2 separate regions of the Mus musculus genome follow, and region 1 is linked to region 2. A link is a contact called in public ChIA-PET data. All regions are on one chromosome and are shown on one strand. Each heading gives the region's core, a stretch centred on a gene start, on an enhancer-like site or on the middle of the called end of the contact. The rest is flanking DNA. Distances are from core to core; before and after follow the strand shown. Region 1 overlaps Otud5 (OTU domain containing 5). Region 2 holds the start of Rbm3os (RNA binding motif protein 3, opposite strand).

What was found. ChIA-PET counts read pairs in DNA pulled down with a chosen protein or histone mark.
Region 1: a contact with region 2 is called in an RNA polymerase II ChIA-PET map of memory CD8 T cells, with 158 read pairs. The contact joins the enhancer-like site here to the promoter of Rbm3os in region 2. A contact is called at or near these places in 5 of 39 promoter capture datasets (the C10 cell line, cranial neural crest, liver and 2 more), 5 of 115 datasets of contacts at active chromatin or transcription factors (T-cell acute lymphoblastic leukemia, embryonic forebrain, extraembryonic endoderm stem cells and 2 more) and 5 of 9 other capture datasets (adipose tissue, embryonic stem cells, liver and 2 more).

The regions. Positions count from the first base shown.
Region 1 is chrX:7,863,727-7,867,641 of GRCm38.p6, forward strand. Otud5 (OTU domain containing 5) reads left to right here. Exons shown (of 9, transcript NM_138604.3): 3 at 3,789-3,853. Among named protein-coding and RNA genes, the nearest start is that of Pim2, 13 kb to the right of the region's middle. Within about 2 kb of position 2,230, at least 74 of the 459 cell types and tissues checked have an H3K27ac peak or open chromatin away from gene starts, as enhancers often do. A contact at or near this core is called in memory CD8 T cells and pro-B cells, where this site is marked.
Region 2 is chrX:8,143,826-8,147,359 of GRCm38.p6, forward strand. It overlaps Rbm3os (RNA binding motif protein 3, opposite strand), which reads left to right and starts at 1,602. Exons shown (of 3, transcript NR_033561.1): 1 at 1,602-1,906; 2 at 2,667-2,793. Rbm3 (RNA binding motif (RNP1, RRM) protein 3) reads right to left here and starts at 2,055. Exons shown (of 7, transcript NM_001166410.2): 1 at 1,813-2,055; 2 at 1,130-1,247; 3 at 748-854; 4 at 23-122. The coding sequence starts at 1,232.

The DNA of each region.
Region 1 (3,915 bases), core at 980-3,479, 280 kb before region 2:
TGACGCCCTCTTCTGGAGTGTCTGAAGACAGCTACAGTGTACTTACATATAATAGATAGATAAATAAATATATATATATTTTTAAAAGTTATAATATGCTTTACCTATTAAAGGGTTTTTTTTCCTCTCTTGGTGGGGAAGTACTGTTTGTATTTCCTTGATCTAGAGATCATCATCATCATCATCATTATTATTATTATTATTATTATTATTATTGATTTCTCTGTGAGCCCTAGATGTCTTGGAACTCACTCTATAGACCACCCTGGCCCTGAACTCACAGAGATCACTTTTGCCACCCAAGTGCTGGGATTAAAGGTGTATACCACCACCAACTGGCTGCGATCCGTATTTTACTTCGTGTTAATGATTAAGCTATAAGCTGGGTATGGCACACCTGTAACCCCACACTTGAGAGAGGAAAGGAGGAGGATTGTTGTGAGGTTGATGCCAGCTTGGGCTACAGATCGAGTTCTATTCCAGCCAAGTGTCTCAAACTAAGAAAATAAAAGTAAAAAATTAAGGAACAGCTTATAATGAGTCAATAGGTGGTCCCAAGTGACATTTCCCCATCCAAGGTGTTTTCTAATAGAATCTGGGATGAGCCTATAAGTATTATAACTTGCCTGTACCCGAGGACCCAACATAAAAAGTCAGTATTATTACTTTGATAGGAATTTGGTTGTTAGAGTTTTGAACAAAGGCGCAAAAGGTCGGCGTTTGGACCATTGCATTCTTCAAAAAGAACTAGTAGGGCAGGGCATGGTGGCACTCGCCTTTAATCCCAGCACTCGGGAGGCAGAGGCAGGTGGATTTCTGAGTTCGAGGCCAGCCTGGTCTACAGAGTGAGTTCCAGGACAGCCAGGGCTACGCAGAGAAACCCTGTCTCGAAAAAAACAAAAACAAACAAACAAAAAAGAACTAGTAGTGCTTGTAATAGGAGGGGTAGACCTCCTTTTTGCTTTTGGGGCTTTTCTCTGGGGGAGGAAGTGCAACAGAAATGAGGAAGGGCTTAAGAAGCAATTCTCTCAGCACTCTAGCTGACTGCTGGGTCGCTAGCAGTATGATAGGAGTTGCTGTCCTCATGACAAATGGGGTGTCTGGTTTTGTTTGTTTTGTTGTTTTGAGACAGGGTCTCTATATAGCTCTAGCTGTTCCTGTACTGGAACTCTATGTAGACTAGGCTAGCCTTGAACTCACAGAAAGCCTCTGCCTTCTGAGTGCAGGGAATATGTGCCAGCATTCCTGGCCTGGAGTGCCTGGTTTTGACTACTGTTTAGGCTTTAGGTACTTGACAGATGTCTTGTAGTCCCATCCCCATACTGAAGATTGAACCTAGCATGCCATATTCTCCCATAGAAATATATTTCTATCTCTCCTCTCTAGTCTTTACCATTTTAAGTGGAGAAGAGTTACTGTCCCCACTTATGGATGAGGGCATTTCAACTCAGATGAAAGGCCTTGTCCAGTGCCGCACAGCTAAGAGGTGGCATGGACTTTCACCAGACCCCAAGGCAAGATAAAGGATTCCCAAATCTGGCATCTAGCTCTGACAAATAGAAATCCCAGGCCTCTAAGTTACCTTCTGTAGGAGATCCATGTTTCCCATTAATTTGGCCCAGCTCACTGAGCCTGATAGCCCACCCCATTTAACCCTTTCATTCCCATCTTAGTTCCTGTTTATGGCAGCTGCAGACTGCACTGCCTCCAAACTGAGCCTACAAAAATAGCTCCTCTAGCACCCTAGGCAGCCACAGCAGCCTCTGTGGTCCTGGCTTCTAAGAAAGGCAGCAGCAGCCCCCCACCCCACCCCCAGCTTGTATGCAGGACATGTGATTTACTGGAAGTACTTAGGGGGGAGTGTGGCCACAGAAGCCACATCCTTGTTTACATCGGTGAAGGGGCTACCCCTTCCTGCCTTCACAGCCCCTTCTCCACCCCTCAGGTATCGTCACCTCTGGGATGACTTGAGGCTGGAGCTACCCACTTTCTCTCTCAGTGCAGCCTTTGATTCCTGTATTATACAGAACCCTCATGGAGGGAATCACTGGGCAGTGAAGACCCCTGGCAAGTCTTCAGAGAAATAGACTGGCAGGCTTGCTTGGTGGGCACGTTCCCATTCCTAGCATTCCCTGCCCCTGTGCCCTAGGGGGATCCCATTAGAACTGTGTATCTCTGGGGAAACACAGGGAAATTCCCTTTTCAAGGCAGCCAGTGAAAGTCAGGTTTGCTTAATCTTCAAGCCCACATTAATTAAGAAACTCTTGCTTCCTGTGCCTCAGCATATATGACTGCTCAGCAAACTGTACTCAATTTCTTTTACTATATCAGGTCCTGAGCTGCCGGTGGGCTTAGGTGTGAGCTGCCCCTTATCTTCAGTGGAGGCTTTGTGTAATCAGTCTGTGTACACCTTTGAGTTGGATGGTAGAGGAGTTCTACCACTTTACACAGACTGTCCACATTGTCCACAAGAAACCTGTCAGGTCACACCTGTTTGTTTTCCACTTCACAGAGGAGGCATAGGAAACTCAGAGAGTCATTTGTCTCTGGCTGTTTACCTCACTAGTTACTATTTGGCAGAACTTAAAGTGTTTTCCTTCCCTTCAGTTTTTAAAATTCTAATCATAGCCATGTGTGTTGACGCACCTCTTTAATCCCAGCACTAGGAGGCAGAGACTGGTAGGTAGATCTCTGGAGTTCAATGTCAGCCTGGTCTACAGAATGAGCTTCAGGATAGCCAGGGCTACTCTGGGAAAGAAAGAGTGGGGGCCAGGAAGGAGAGAGGAAAGGAAAGGAAAGAAAAGATTCTAATCATGGTGGTAGCCTTTAATCCCATCACTAAGAAGGCAGAGGCTGGCAGAACTCTGTGAGCTTGAGGCCATCCTAGTCTATGTATCAAGTAGCAGAGCAGTCAGAGCTATAGACTGAGACCCTATCTCAAAAAAAAAAAAGATTCTAATCTTTTTTGTGGTGGTGGTAGGTATTGAATGTAGCGTTTGGTTTGGCTTGAAATGGAGTTTTACTAGATCTCAGGTGATCTAGGCTTTGAACTTGGCAATTCTCTTGACTCAGCCTTGATTATAGGTATATACTGCTCTCCTTTGTTTCCCCCACTGAGACAGGGTTTCTGTGTTTATCGCTGGCTGTCCTGGAGCTCACTCTGTAGACCAGGCTGGCCTCGAGTCCTGGGATTAAAGGCATACACCACTGTGCCCAACTTAAAAACTTTTTGTTATTTCATTTTTATTAGTGGGTATGGAGATTGGGATGGTCACTACATGTAGAGGTCAGAGGACAAGTTAAGGGAGCAATTTGGTTCTCTCCTTCAACTGTATGAGTCTTGAGGATTGTACTCTAGTGCCTTTATCCACTGAGCATCTTGCTGGCCCTTGACTGTACTACTCTCACCTGTCTACCCTATACGCTTTCATTCTTCAAGAGTGTTTGACTTTGCTACTTTTTTTTTTTTTTAGACAGGTAGCCTAGCCTGGCCTTGACATAATCTTCTGGCCATTCCACTTGCACATCCTGAGGGCTGGGATGGTAGACATGTACCAGGCCACCTGGCTGATCTGTGCATGTTCAGCATGTTTTCAGCCCTTGCTTGTTATTTCCACCACTCCTTTACAACACAAATGAAGGCTCAGGCCTTGGTGTAGAAAAGGGAGTTTCCCTAGTCCTTCAGTCTGTCTTCTCCCTAATGATTGTTGTATGACTCTGTGACTCAGAGCTCTGGTGGTGACAGCTCTGACCCCATCCTCTCCTTTGTTTTGTCCTCACACCCCCAGCTGACCAGGTGTATGGAGACCAGGACATGCATGAGGTTGTTCGAAAGCATTGCATGGACTATCTGGTGAGATCCAAGGGAGGCCTTGGGGCAGCAGGAGGGTAGGGGGACCCCCGTTGCACACAAAC
Region 2 (3,534 bases), core at 352-2,851:
ATCAAACCATGACTGCACTTACCTCTAGAGTAACTGCGACCACGCCCACCAAAGGCACCCCCTCTGGATCCCCTGGCAGACTTTCCTGCATGATCAACTCGGATTTGGCGCCCATCCAGGGACTAGGTATGGGAAGGAGACAGACACAAGGAATTGTCAGTCACAGTAGGGATGAGGGAAGAATGGGCACAGGCAGGTAGGTGTAGGCAAGAGCCCAGAAATTCCTGCTGGGCACCAAATTCTGGGTGCCTCGTCCAAGCCAAGCTCCGCTGACCAGAATGGCTTCACCAGGAGCTATGGAATCCCACAAAAAGACCTGAATCCACCGGTCTCCCCTGCTACTACTTACATCTTGACTGAACTCAGGCTGACGTATCCTCCCCACTCCTCTAAGCTGCCCGACTATTAGGGCTAGACACCTCTCTCGGTCTGAGGCTTCAGAGTCCATCCCAGCAGACTCACGAGGTCCTCTCCGGTCCTCTGCCAGGCCCACAGCTCTGCAGACTCTACTACCTAAGCCCAGAGCAGGTCAACCATCCACAGGTGGCTTCTCCGCCTCATGCAGGACCAGTCGTCGCCTCCCAGGCAGCCCGGCTCTGTCTGCCGCTGCCCTCCACCCCCTAGAACAGAAGGCAGTCATGCTCCTGTGAGTGGCCACGCTGCCCCTGGCAGACATAGAGGGAAAACAGAAAGAACGAAGAAAGTGGCAGACAGGGAGACGGCCCCTGTGCAGGCAGGAGGCCTCACCTCTCCATTCATAGCTCTCATCGCATCTGAGGCATGCTCTGGGTTTGTGAAGGTGATGAAGCCAAAACCCCGGGATCTTTGAGTCTCCCGGTCCTTGACAACAACCACTGGGGGAGGGGCAGAAAGACAAATGTTAGAACCCTAACATCTAAGTAGAAAGTAATAGCCAGGCACAGCCACAGATCAAATAGCACTTGGGAGAATTAGGACCCCGCCAACCCCCCCGCTCCTGTTTAAAAAAAAAAAAATCCTGTATCCAACTGAATTTATTTCAGCCTAACCGTTACCGTACAGACATGGAAGTTAAAGAGAATTTCAGGTTTTAGTTCTAGACTAGCTCTTCTCCACCAACCCTCAACCCCGGGGCTGGTCCATGGCTCACCCTCAGAGATAGGCCCAAAGCTGCTGAAGTGGTCTTCAAGTGCCTGTTCATCGGTGTTGAAGTTGAGCCCTCCTACGAAGAGTTTCCCTTCTTCAGACGACATGGCAGAAGGCAAGTCCTAAAGGGAGTGCACGAATTATTGGGGAGTCAATGTGGCAGGTAGTGAGGTGTACAATATCCGGATACAGAGAATTACAGCGAAGACAGAAAATGGGTTAAAAGAGACAATTCAAATGGCAAGAGGCTCGGGAGCAGAAAAGGCGGGAACCAGCAAGGCTGGGTGAGCCCATCCGCCATTTGATGACTCCTATCGCGCATGCCCACAACATCCCAGGCTGCCACGCCCGTCATTTTGTACGGTCGCGCAGGCCTACAGCAGCATTGCATTTCCTCTTTCCCCGCAGAACAAGATGGCGGCGGTCACGTGGGAAGGGACAGCCGGTACAGGTTGGCGCGTGGTCCCCGCCGCCGCCCGAGCCCGTGCCTTCCGGCATTTCTCCCGTTCCGATGCAGCACGCCCGCCTCACAATGAATACATTTTTGCCTTCGAGCCTGGGACTAACCCTCCTCAAAGCTCAAGCCCACATATCAGCGGCCACAACTCTTCCTGCCCTCGTCCCTCGCCCATAGAGGGCAAGGAAGTGAGGTGGGGAACGAGCGCTGAGCAAGGCGAAGGCGCTTACCTGGAAATTAAAAGTCAGAGGACGGCAGAGACGACGAGCTCGAAGGAACCGGGAGAACAGAGAGACTGCGGCGCGGGAAGACGCCTGATAAAGCGTGCGTAGCCGAGACGTCACACAACGTCCCCCAGCGCGCCCTGGCGTGCGTGCTCATTGGTTGAGGCCAGCGGGGGGGGGGGGTTGGGAAGAGGACGAGGAAGGCGGAGGCAGCAATTTGCCTCGCCGCTTCCGGGAATCGAGAGGAGCTTTATGAGTTCAGTGCGTTCTCCTATAAGCATCTCCTTTCTGCCCGAGAGACTGGCCCCCTTTCCATCTCAAACGGTTGGATCCATAGAGCCTTTTCCTCCCTGACGTCATTTTCAGTGTTTTTGACGTCATCTCTCCCTTTCCATAGGAAGTCCTAACTGACAGTAGGTCGGTGCCAGCGAACTGCCGTCCTCAGAAACCAATCTTTTCTTTTTAGACCTTTAACTGCATATCCCTTAAGGCCCCGAGGCCTTCAGAGTTCTTCCTGTCAAACCTTACATTTCCGAATGCTTAGCCCCTCCTCCTAACATATAGCTGTGTGTTAGCGGACTCCTTCCCTTGGTGTCATCCTCTGACTTAAGTTTGCATCCTTATCTGACAGTCTCTTTACGCCTGATAATGCGTTCAGCAAGCCAGGTAGCCTAGCTTCAAAGGATGCAAATCTCAATCCACTAAACGAATTTTACTCTCTATTCGGGATACTGGGTCTTGATCGAAAGGATGAACTTTTGCAGTACATAATGAAATCCATAGCAAGTAGTGTCTAAGTCCACTGCCTGACGATGTGATCTTTCCCAGCCTTCAGTGCCTAATAACTTGTTTGCCTCCAGGAACTCTACATTGTTGACTCCTAGAATAAATTTGTTCAACATTGTAAAGGCCTGCCTCCCACTCCTCCACCAACCCCACCACAAATCGATTTGCTACCCTTTGGATGCCATTCATCTGTAATTCCTGGTAAGCTTATTCCCACATTTCTCAGTGATTTTCATGGATTTTTATTAAATTTGTAAGTAGTTATCTTTAGTTGAATACTTTTTGTTGTTCTAATATTTCTCACCCTGTGGTCTGTCCCTCACTGTATGCTCAGGTCACCCTGGAACTCATAAAACTTTTGCCTCAGCCTCTTCAGTGCTGGGATCATCACCACAACCAGCGTGTCTGTACTTTTAAAGAAATCCTCCCTGCCCAGGTCCCAAAGATACTCTTCTGCAGCTTATTACGTTAGCTGTATACTTTTGCTTTTAGTTTAAGGTCCTCAGTCCTTCTATAGGGTTCAGCTCAGTGGCAGAGTGCCTTCCTAGTATGTGCAAGTCCCTTGGCTTATATCCCAACAAAGAGAGAGAGCTGTGTCTGCTTTTACTGTGCCATTGAACCAGATGCCTCATCACCATCTATCAGAAAACTGAGGCAGGGTTGTGAATTGGAGCTTTAACAAGTTCCAGGCTAACTTTAGCTAGCCTATGGTGAGACCCCGTATTCAAATAAGCAAACAAAAATTGGATGATTTTTGAAATTGCATTTAATGTAGAGTTGAGAATAACGTCATATTACGTGAGGGTTTAAGGTATGTGCACACTGATACTGTTCCCATTAAGATCTGGCACTTTAGTTGGGTATGATAACTTAGACCAGAAATCCTAGCACTTGGGGAGCCTGGAGCAGTAGGTTCTTGCATTTAAGGCCAGCCTGGGCTAC